2 separate regions of the Callithrix jacchus genome follow, and region 1 is linked to region 2. A link is a contact called in public Hi-C data. All regions are on one chromosome and are shown on one strand. The core of a region is the stretch at or near the end of the contact, and the rest is flanking DNA. Distances in the headings are between cores, read along the strand shown. Region 1 holds the start of PRKCE (protein kinase C epsilon). Region 2 overlaps PRKCE (protein kinase C epsilon).

Region 1 (6,208 bases), core at 1,306-3,805, 41 kb before region 2:
AACAACAACAAAAAAATTAGCTTGGTGTGGTGGCACGTACCTATAGTCCCAGCTACTTGGGAGGCTGAGAGGTGGAAGGATGGCTTGAGCCTTGGAGGTCAAGATTAAAGTGAGCTGTGATTGTGCCACTGCACTTTCAGCCTGGGCAAGAGAATGAGACCTTGTCTCAAATAAATAAATAAATAAACAAATAACAAAACCACAAATACACATATATATTTTTTCAGGGTCTTGTCTGGGAAGGGGAGAGTGAGAATACAATATGCAAAAAGTTCAAGTTCAGTGTGTCATTAATGCTAAACTTATTTCCTATTTAACATACCACAGAGGAGGGACTTAGGTCAATGTTTCCAAGCCCATGTATTTCTGTTTGCATGTGAATCAGGACCCACCAAAGCAAGCAGTGAGAAGGTATGAAGCACCAATTAGTCAAAGATCCCTAACTCCATGAAATCCTTGACTTTCTAGACTTTCCAAAAGAATCAGGACTAGGGTGAGATGAGTGAAGCACTTGGCTCAGGTATAAAATTTAAGGGGTGCCAATAAACTCAGTAATATAAATATCTTAGTGCAATATAAATATCTTAGTCCAATAATTAATATTATTTAAATAGTTTTAAGATACTGTGTCTATTCTGGAATCTCACACTTATTTTGTTAAAATTGTATTCAAATCTTTATCTTGATTATGTTCGTTGTACCCTTTACATTTGGCCTCTGAAAAGTATCCCATTCATCTCACTTTGGTGCTGGCTCTTGCTTCCCAAATGCATTTTCAGAAGATGAAGCCCTATTTGCCACTGCCTTCCATCACATGCCCTGGGAGGGGGGAAAGGGGCTTCATGAGAATTGCAGGATGGAAGAAAGAAGCAAAAGGGAAAAAAGTAACAATCAAAGAAACAAAAATTAAACAGCAATGAGAAGCCCCTTCTTGTGCTTTGTCAAACAGACATATTTTAAGACATCATACCTCCAGCTGGGGGAGTGGCAGGGTAAGACAACCACTGAAGTCCTGGCTCTTTACATGGGAGCTACCTAGACCGTACGGAGGACCGAATCAACACCATCTCTATCCAGCTGCCCCATTCAACAGGGCAGGCTGTGAGAAATTACTGTATTAGGAAGCTCCAGAGCAATTGTCTGTCCTTAGGAGATGGCCGTGGGGCTTTTCTGATCATTTTGGGGGCCTGTTTGCTGTACTTGATATCCTGTTTTTCTAGGGGACTGCCTCCTTCCTTGCCTTTAAGCCTTTTTAAGCTTTTAAGCCGCAGGCAATGATAACCTTTATCCACTGAGGAAAAAGTGATTGGGAGGCGGGTTTTAAATTTTGGTTTACACAAACCAGACCCGCCAGATGAACACTCAGCTTACCACAATACCTACAAATTCCCAGACTTGACTTGGCAGACGGGCGAGGGCGGAGGTTTTCTTTCCCCACTTGCATAAGTCCCAGCTCCCGGCTGCAGAACCGACCTCTTCCCCGCGCCGTCTTCGCGGGGACCGCAGCTGGGCCACGCCCCGGGGCCCCGCGCTCCCGGCCCTGCCCTCCCTGGTTCCCAGTCCCCGGCGCGGGGCAGTCCCTCGCCGACCGCCGGCCCCGTCCCGGCTCCCCGCCGAGGAAATTCTTCCCCAGCAGCCCAGGGCTCGCCTCACGTGACCAGCCGCGGCGGCGGCTTCCAGCGAGAGTTTAAAGGTTACGGAGGAAATTAGCATGGACGCAGCCGCTGGCCCCCCGGAGGGCGCGCCCCATTTCCCCGCAGTCCGGACGGCAGCTGGCAGCACGCTGATCGGAGCCGAAGTCCCACAAAGGGGCACCGATAAGGTCCAACGTAAATAGGAACAGTCACTTTGCAAAAAATAAACAGACCACAAACCAAGCCGGGGCTCTACCGAGCTTTCACTTGTCAACAAGTTCTCACAGCCTCCGAAGTCCAGGACAGATCCCAAAGGGGAGAATGCCCCGCCAAAGAAAGGCAAGAGAAAAGAATCGAGTTTAAAACCTCACCCGAGCCAGGCTCGTCCCTCCCTCCCCCCTTCCCCCACCGCCGCGTATCACAGCGTCCCGGGACTGAGTGACAGACCGGCCAGAACTCCGCAGGCAGCTTCTGCCCGCAGCCACCCGAGTTGGGGTGGGCAGGGGGAGGGTCCCGGGGCCTTTGGGGCAACTCGGCCCCTTCCACTCCCCCATCCCAAGCTCTAAAAGACTGAGTTGGCCGCAGGGTTCCCGATAGATGCGCAGCCCGGGGCCTCCCGGTCGGGACCAAAGGAGTCCCATCCACGGCCCGCGCCACGGGCACCCAGCCCAGCGCCGCCGCTCCCCTGGGTCCCGCGCGGGATCCCCGCCCGGCTACCCCGCCCGCCGCCGCGACCCGGGCAGCCTCGCCCGCTCTCCGCCGTTCTCTCCTTGGCTCACTTTTTCCGTATTGCTCCCCCAACCGGCAAAACTTTCTATTTCCCCAAACACTGCCGTGCGCGCGCGCGCGTGCACACATACACACTCACACACACACTCACACACACTGACGTCTTTTGCGCATTTCCTGCATTAGAGGGAGGGAGACTCGCTCGCACACCGACGGAGGGAGAGGAGACCGCGGGGGAGCGCGGGCTGGCGGGCGGCGAGCGAGCGGCAGCCGAGAGCGGGGACGCGGGGAGCGCGGCGGGCGGGCGCCGGCGCCCAGGAGGTGGGGCCGAGCCGAGTCGCAGTCCCGGCCCCGCCGCCGCGCTGCGCACCGCCCGGTGCCGGCCTGCGCCCCGAGCCGGATCGGCGGCCGCCCGGACTCCCGAGCCCGCGCGGATGTGAGATTCTGGGCTCCTGGCGCCTCCCGATCGCCGGCTTCGGCGCGGCGCTGCTTCGCCCAGGAGGAGGCGGCCCCGGCTGGCCGTAGGGCTTGTGGATTTTTAAAAATTTGGCTCCGAGGAGGACCATTTCCTCTCGACATGCATCCCTCCGGATAGACTGAACATCCCTCGGTCCACCCCCCGCCCCGTGCGGTCAGAGGCAGGCGCTGGGTGTGCGAAGAGGATCCGGGTTGAAATCTGCGCCCCCGGTTCTCGTCCCCGCCCCGTCCCACCGCCCCATCCCCCTCCCGGAGTCGAAATTTCCCGGGATTATGTTTCGGAAAGGTAGGTGAGCGCCGGGCGCGGCGCCCGCTTTCCCGCAGCCCGGAGCCGGAGAGCCAGCGAGGCGGCGAGGCAGCCCCCGCGGCTTGCAGCGGAGCCGACAGCTCGTCTTCTCTTCTGGAGGTGCAGCTGGTGGTCGGGGGGAGAGACTTGCTCCAAGCACGGACGTCCCCCAGCTCTCCCCCCTCCCTGTTTTCCGTTAGGAATCCGGCGAGGAAATACATGCACTGGCTGAGAATCGCCCGCGCCAGGGCGCAACGCCACAAGGTGTAGGGAGTGTGTGGGGTGGGGCGAAAGGGGACCCAAGAGTCCCCGTAGCTTGGAGCGCCGGGCCGTCGGTTCTTCATTCCTGCCCTCAGGGCAGACGGAGTGACCCCGGCCCCCACTCCCCGCCCCGACCATGGTAGTGTTCAATGGCCTTCTTAAGATCAAAATCTGCGAGGCCGTGAGCTTGAAGCCCACAGCCTGGTCGCTGCGCCATGCGGTGGGACCCCGGCCACAGACTTTTCTTCTCGACCCCTACATTGCCCTCAATGTGGACGACTCGCGCATCGGCCAAACGGCCACCAAGCAGAAGACCAACAGCCCGGCCTGGCACGACGAGTTCGTCACTGATGTGTGCAACGGGCGCAAGATCGAGCTGGCTGTCTTTCACGATGCCCCCATCGGCTACGACGACTTCGTGGCCAACTGCACCATCCAGTTTGAGGAGCTGCTGCAGAACGGGAGCCGCCACTTCGAGGACTGGGTGAGTCTGGGGCCTCCCCGTCGGTCCGGGAACCCGGTTGTGGGGTCCCGGGGAAAGATTCACTGGCCTTGATCGTAGGGCTCCGGGACTCAGTGACGACTGGGGGGTGTGTATGCCTGCAGGTCTCAGTTTCCTTGGGGAGGTACACTTCACTTCGTAGTTGGGGAGAAACAGGCATTGACGAGGAAGATGAGACTTGGAAAGAGGATGTGGCCCTCTGCCCCCTCTGTGCCCTCCAGATGGTGGTGCTGCGGGAGGTTTCCAAACTGGGAGAGCCTGGGCTGCTGGTGCTGAAGGTTGGCCGAGGACCCGGCTTTCTTCCGCAGGCGCGTGGTGGGCTGGCTGTGTGTGATTGTGTGTGGGTGGGTCCCTCCGTCCTTGGAAAGGCACGTGGAGCCTTTGACTGAAGGCTTGTTGCACGTCCTGGCTTTGTCCTGCTTAGCCGAGTGAGGAGTTGCTTTATTTTTTCCTCCCGGAGGAAGCCGGTGTGTTTGTATTCTTCTGCATGGCGGTTAGCTCATCTTCTGACATACAAGTAGAAAAAAAGTGTCCTCCTCCAGGATGTCCCCTCTATGGTTCCAGAAACATAAGCCGAGCTTGTTTTGTCCAATTCATTGCCCCATCCATGCAGAATGAATGTTGCATTTGAAGAAAGGTTCTGCTTGTGGGTAATTGCAAGACAGTGCTTTGAATTTTATTTAAAGTTATATTATTTCTCTGTTTTGATTGTCAAGCTACTGTGCAATAAAAGACGATTTCTGAGTCTGAGATTGAGTAAATTGTTAATTAATTTCATTGTTAAACTATTAAGGATTTGGAAATAGGCCTTGTCTCAATGTACTATAAACCAAATGCATCCGATCTTGGAACTTGGACAAGCAGATCTTAGTTTTTTTTTTCTCTTCTTGGAAGAATGGTGTTAATTTAGGACATGGATTTCTGTGTTTTCAGGTTTGTGACATGTTCCCACCAAGAGCAAGTGCAAGTGTTCCTCTGGATATATATGTTTTCAGGGTTCTTTGGTTTACACAAAAAGTGAGACATTTCTCTAAGCCTCAAAAGTGGCATAGAGCAATTGCTTTTTATTGAAAACCAGATAACTTCATGGATCTCCTAGAGGTCAGAAGTTGCACGTGAATCACTTTGGCATATCACCTTACATATTTTTTTCAAGGACACAGAGTTTTAGGGAGAAATAGGAGAGAGCCTTTTGTTTTTATGCTCATGGCTGTGATGTAGTCTGCCTGAAACCATGGTTACAGTCTCACAGGGAAGCTCCAACAAGCCACATGCGTAGAACTCTAGATTTGTGGTTTGCACTTTGGAAAGCAGGCAAACCTTTATGGAATCCCAAAGAACTCCATGGCATTCCATTCTACTTCACAGATGTCCCTCATCTCTGCTTCCCTCAGCCCCCACAGCAGAGCTCCCACTCGTTCCCCATTTCCTTTCCATGCATGGCCTTTGGGCCCTTTCCTCAGGGAAGCAGTGCATATGAGAGGGGGAGCGGAAGGGGTAACTAATTTCAGAGGCAGACCTCGACACTGAAAACCTGTGATTTTGGAGTTGTTGTTTTTGGACAGGAAAGGGACCAAAAAAACTTGACTCTGGTAGCAAGGAGATGTGGGATTTTTGCAGTGTATGCAGATGAGGGGCTTGGACAAGGGGGCAGAGAGCAGGGACAAGGAGCAGCAGGTTCGCATTTATCTAGAGAACAGATGTTGGTTGGAGGGAGAGTGTCTTCGTATCTCTGGTGATGCTTTGCTGGGCACACCCGAAACTCTGGGAGCTCCAGGACACGGTCCCCACCTTCATCACTCCTAGTGAAGCATGCAGTGGGAACTTGTTTGGTTATGATCCTCTAAGTTTCTCAAATTCATGTTGGATTTGGCTCTAGATCAGATCGTCTAGTGCACAGGCAAGTTTTACAGAGGAGGACATTGAGTTCTGGAGAAGCTAGGTAGAGAGCTAGGGTCACATGACAAGCAAAGGTGGGCTGGAGGTAGGGCCCTCACTTCCTATTGCCCACAGCTTGTCTGATGGGGAGCCCAGCCTGCCTATCTGGCCCCCAGCCTGTTCTCCCTGCAGATCCGTGTGCTGTGTCCTTGACACTTTTATTGTGCTTGATAACTTCATCTGTTTTGCCTTATGGCAAGTGTGAATTAGGTATGGCAGGTATTGGACAAACTAAAAAACTTGAGATAGAGAAGCCCAAAGTCTCAAGGATGAATCAAGTGGTGGGGCAGGTTCAGAATGCTCATCTGTTTTCGCTAGAGGATGCTGTGGCCACTCTGGTTCCTCCAGGTTGAAGGTGGGGATTCATTGGCAGGGGTGACT
Region 2 (5,755 bases), core at 3,150-5,649:
CTCAACTGTAAGGTGGGAATAAGGATTCTAGTTTTCTAACACTTGAAATGGCTGGTATAGGAGCACCTCAGAAACAAGCTAGGCTGCTAGAAAGAAGAAAGGTATTCTCTAAATTTAGAACATCATTCTGATATTTCAGAAAAAGGGAGAGTCCTAATTATGAGGTAGTGGCGCTGTGCTTTGTAATACCAGGGCAGAGACAGCTCAATCGAAGTAGGTTCAATTTGCTTTTGTGCTCTGTTTGGAAGCACAGTGCAGACCAATGTGATGGGGGTGGCTGGTGGCCTTTATGGCATGGGGTCCTCAGGGTTGGAGCACCCAGAAGATGTGCCCCTCCCCACCAGGAATCCAGCTCTGGCACTCTGGCTGTGTCTCAAGGGAGAAGTTTCTCTAGGGCCATCTTCTTGGGGGCCAGCAAGTGAGAAGCCCTTCTATTGGACAACATTACATTCACACCAACATTAATTTGACTCGGATAATGATGCCACCTGTTACACAGTCCATCGGCATAATTATACGTGAGGAAATTGCTCAGAGAGGTCCCTGAGCAGTTGGAGGCCAGAAGGAAATATTTTCAATTAATTAATGGCTGGGCAGGTACTTTTTTTTTTTATTATTAAAAAATTAAGAATTCCCTTAAGTAAGATGTCATGGTTGCTAACTGTCCCGATAGGGGTACATATTAGAAGAAGGTAAGCTGAGATTCATGGATGTTCAAAGTTTGGTTGTAAGCTCTTTTCTTCTTTAAAATATTGCTTTAAAGATACTGTGTTAGGTTGTCTTCTTTTCTTCCCCCTTTACCCCAAAACAAACTCTAATAAAATAACCAGACTGGGAGTTTATAAATGGCAGAGGCTAGAATTGAGCAAAATGAAAAGAATTTAACTTAGATGAATGTATTATGCATAAGAAAGTGAGCATCAGTCTGGGCTTTGTTAATGGCAAATGCCAAAACCACCAAATGATTGTGTTGTCTTTGTGGGTTTCTTGGAAGAGACCAAGTATTTAGACTCTCTCTGACTTATGTAAGGTTTTAGCTATTGCATTGGTAAGTCCAGAAAAATAAGAAAGAGAGAACAGGATTTGAAATAAAGCTTCCTATCTGGGTTGGAAGGATACGCTTTCTAATTATTCGTTATGATAATCTTATCAATTGCACCTATTGCAAATGCTCCTTGGTCTTGGGTCAGTGTGCATTAGCCAGAGACTGTCTTATCAGTAAGCTTCTGAATTGCCTGTATAAGGCACAAATCACTGGGTGCTCTTCCACAACATAGGAGACTCGATGTTGGCCTTTTGGGAGCTCATGTTTCAAATCAGATTAGAGCTAATGTGGCCAGAACATAAGAACACAGGGGAAAATGAACAAAACGTTGTAGGTATGAATGAATGTTCTATGGGGTGTGCTTTGTTTAAAGCAAACCTCATAAAAGAAGAGCAGGGTTAAAGGAACATATTAAGTTAGGGATCACTTATTTGCTTTATAAGGAGGGAGTGATTTAAGCACAATTCTTGTGGCACATTGGGAATAGAATTTGACTTGCCAAAAAAATCAAGATCACAGATTCCTAGTTGAAAGCATGTCAGTGAGATAAAGAACAGCGATGCCTCATTTCACTGGGGAACAGATTTCAGGTAACCTTGGGCATCCAGAACATGAACATGAATCAGAAAATGCTGTGGAAGAATAGAAAGAACAGAGCAGAACTGAACTGAATTGAATGGCCAGGGGTCTGGTCTCCAGCCAGAGGCCCCTGATGCCTTTCTCTAGACGTTGTTTCCTATCGGTGAAAATAAGGTATTAGACAGTTTCAAAGTCTCTCCACCTGTTAAAAATTAATAATATAATCTGTCCTTTATTTGTTTGTATATATGTTATATATTTATATTTTGTAACATTTAAGACAAGATTTAATAAATACACATAGTAAAGAATTCTAGCAGTGAAAAGGTAAATGCTTATAAATTTGTTGTCTGGCCAGGTGCGGTAGCTTACACCTATAATTTTAGCACTTTGGGAGGCCGAGGTCAGATGTTTGAGACCAGCCTGGGCAACGTGATAAAACCCCATCTCTACTTAAAATATAAAAATTAGCCAGTCATGGTGATGTGTACCTGTAGTCCCAGGTATTTGGGAGACAGAGGCAGGAGAATCGCTTGAACCTGGAAGGCGGAGGTTGCAGTGAGCAGAGGTCACACCATTGCACTGGTGTGACAGGCTGGGTGACAGAGCGAGACTCCATCTAAAAACAAAAAGCAAACAAAAAAAGAAAACCAGCTTGTCTTCCCTTTATCACAGACTCCCACTACCCTCTCTAGAGACTAGTGGATATCCTTCCAGAGATACTCTGTGCATTCTGTAAACACATTATGCATATGTCTTTTGGAAACCAACAGGAAAATCATCATGCACGCTGTCCTGCTTCTTGCTCTTGTTACTTACCAATTTTGGAAATTGTTATGATAGGCTCATATTGATCTGCTGTCTTCTTTTGAAAGACTCTACAGTGTAGTAATCCATAGTTCAATACTTAGTTTAACTAGAATCTTAGTAAATATTTCATTTATTTCATAAATCTTCTCTTTGGTTCCCTGCAGCTCTAAATTTCTATGGCTGTGACATCTAAGTTAAAAAGAGTCTGAGAAAGAAAAAAAAAATAGTTGTTACAAATCACATCTGTTGCTTATCTTGGGGGATAAAGGCCCATTTGTTCTTGGTCCCTGACCACTGACATGTATGGTGCAAAGCGAGGGCTGAAACACGGGTCCTATGTCAGCAGGGGCAGGGGGCGAAGGAAGCACATTTATTCACCAAGGGGACAGGCCTCTTGCATTGTCAATTTTACCCGTGTGAGAACTGCTGTTCCTGTTGATCACTAATAAAAGATTAAATCAGATTGGAGACAAAAATGACAGTGCCTTTTTTTTTTTTTTGAGACAGAGTCTTGCTCTGTCACCAAGCTGGAGTGCATGCAGTGGTGTGATCTCTGCTCACTGCAACCTCTGGCTCCTTGGTTCGAGTAGCTGGGATTACAGGCACACGCCACCATGCCCAGCTAATTTTTGTATTTTTAGTAGAGACGGGGCTTCACCATGTTGGCCAGGGTGGTCTTGATCTCCCGACTTCGTGGTCTACCCACCTTGGCCTCCCAAAGTGCTGGGATTAGAGGGGTGAGCCACCGTACCTGGTCTGCACTGCCTTTTAAAGCAGTATATACATGTAAGAGGTTTTTCATGTTAAAGTTAAAAAAAATCATCTGGGTTTACAGATGAACCCCTTAGAGAGAGGTTTAGGTATATTGTGTGGGAGCTGGAAGTAAGGGAGTTGCAGAATTGGGGAGGTAGAAGGTTTGAGTGATTTTTCCCTCTCTGTATAATGATTTGAAGTGAGGAGACCAGTATACTTTTTGGCGGCTGGACTGGGGCACAAATGGAAAGGCAATCATAGAGCATCCAGGGGCTCCCAGAATTTGGGAACAACTTGGCATGGGTCATGCTGGCTCACTCTGAGGCAGATGCAGCACATACCTTAGGGTGCCAGCAAAGTCAGGGCACTGCAAATTTATTTTGGAAATAATTTTATGCTTAATATTTACCAAAAAGCTTCAAAATAGCCATCATGGGAAAAGCCTGAACTTTGTTGGATTTCCTTCTCTTATGGCTTAGGATTAGATTTATTGAAAAGTGCATACATGGGGAGCATTAAGTCTCAGGACTAAGGATCTAAAAGCTGTAACCGGGCCGGAGCAAGGCCTTCGGAAACCAGTGAGCTGTGTCCATCAGTGGGTTGGGTGGTTCTCCATTCCCAACTGCGCAGGGAAGAATGAGCCATTTGCATTTCCGCGGCAGGAATAGTCATTTTGCCACCCTCAGATTTGATTTCCTCAGAGGAACAGGCTGGGTGCACCTGTTGCTGGTCTGCAGTGTCTCCAGAGAGACTGTGGATTTTCACTGTGACTCATGAGAATTATTTATGGTCACCAAGCTGGTGGACACCAGCAGACTAGTGACGCAGGCTCAGAGAGTGTTTCCCCTCTGTCCATCAAAGGTTTTTCTGGAATGCCTTCAATATATTGGTTTTCAGCATCTGTACAAGAAAGAGGAAGGAAGAACTGACTGTCTGGCACATTCCGTACTGTTCTCCCTAACTCATTCATTCCTAAAAGGCTTTCAATTCAGGAGTTCACTTTGTTGGATGGAAAGTGCATCAGTGTCAGTACTGGCATCTTATCATTACTCTCCACTTCGTGTGTGAAGAGAGACAGTTGTTATCAGCCTTCCCTCTCCACACCCCCTGTAATGAATCTAATTTCTGCTGCGGTATTTGGTATTTGAGGTCATTAGCTCAGTGGAACAGAGCGCTGTGCTAATGAGTACAAGGTCACAGCTTTGCATGGAGGAGACACTCTCTTTCCTGTGCCAGACACCTGCAGGCCCAGCCAACTGCTTTGCCAGCGTTTCCATGAGGCATGGGGAAGCCAGGTGAGGAGGATGCAGGTGGCTTAGAACTCAGCCCATCTCTGTCTTTCTCTGGGCACAACACACTGCTCTGAGGTTCCACTGACTGTGTGTCTGTCATTCTACCTTAGGACAATGACAGCTTCAGTGTAAATAATAACATTCAAGCCTCAGAGGTTATTTTTTAAAAAACTTCACCCGCAGAAAAAAGCTTGGTGTGGATGGTTTATTTTTGTTCATGAATTCACCAAGAAGCTAATGGGTTTTAGGGACTCTGTGGGCAGTAAGGAGTCTGCAAAGGTATATAAGACACAGCTCCCACTTGTCTTAGTTTCCCAGGGCTGCCGTAACAAAGCACCACACACTGGGTGGATTACAAGCACAGAAATTTATTTTCTCTAACTTCTGGAAACGAGAAGTCCTAAATCAAGGTGTTGGCAGGGCCATGTTCCCTCTGAAACATGTTGGGGAATGTTTTCTTGTCATTTCTACCTTCTGTTGGCCCCAGGCATTCCTTGGCTTATGTCAGCTCAGCTCCACTCTGCTCTGCCTTTACAGGGCCCTCGTCCTCTCTCTGTCTTCTCCTCTTCTTATAAGGACAGTCACTGGATTAGGGCCCACCCTAGTGACCTCATCTTAACTTGATTACTCTGCAAAGGCCATATTTCCAAATCAGGTCACATTCACCAGTACTGAAGGTTATGACTTTATCATATATTTTTGGGGACACAATTGAACCCACAAAACCATTTGTGTTCAAGATGCTTCTAATTCAGTGGGGGAGACTGATGGAAAAGATGGTGGAATCTGTGCTACAGGGGGCTCAAGCAGCACTGTGTTGAAGGGTCTAAGAAAGGACACATTACTCTCTCTCTCTCTCTCTCTCTCTCTCTCTCTCTCTCTCTCTCTCTCTCTCTCTCTCTCTCCCTCTCCCCACTCCACTCCACTCCACTCCACACTAAACACAGATCCATCATAGCATGTAGAATTGGTCCATTCTAAAGGCTCTGTGGATGAGTTTGCCGTGGCACATGGCTGTGAAGGATGAGTTGTAGAGAAGTGAGATGTGCAGGGCATTTCAAGCTGAACATGAGCAATGTCATGAATGCACTTTGGGTCTGGCCTGGGAAGGAAGATGCTTCTAGTAAAAATGTAAGGGAAGAATTGGAGGCTGGAGACTTGAGGCTGGCTGAGAGATTCCTCAGTGGGCCGGGGCAGCTCAGGAGGCCTGAACTTGGAAGTGGTGGTAGGATGAGAAGTCATGGAAAATCCTGAGGAGTAAGGGATGGAGGAATGA

The links. A called contact is a pair of places that touch in the nucleus more often than the background predicts.
Region 1: a contact with region 2 is called in a Hi-C map of skeletal muscle, with 2.2 times the contacts expected there. The contact joins the promoter of PRKCE here to the enhancer-like site in region 2. A contact is called at or near these places in 2 of 3 Hi-C or Micro-C datasets (induced pluripotent stem cells and skeletal muscle).

The regions. Positions count from the first base shown.
Region 1 is chr14:69,123,014-69,129,221 of calJac240_pri, reverse strand. PRKCE (protein kinase C epsilon) reads left to right here and starts at 2,555. Exons shown (of 16, transcript XM_078349415.1): 1 at 2,555-3,871. The coding sequence starts at 3,524.
Region 2 is chr14:69,084,130-69,089,884 of calJac240_pri, reverse strand. The region is part of intron 1 of PRKCE (protein kinase C epsilon); the gene reads left to right. Among named protein-coding and RNA genes, the nearest start is that of PRKCE, 40 kb to the left of the region's middle. Within about 2 kb of position 4,399, at least 2 of the 16 cell types and tissues checked have an H3K27ac peak or open chromatin away from gene starts, as enhancers often do. A contact at or near this core is called in skeletal muscle, where this site is marked.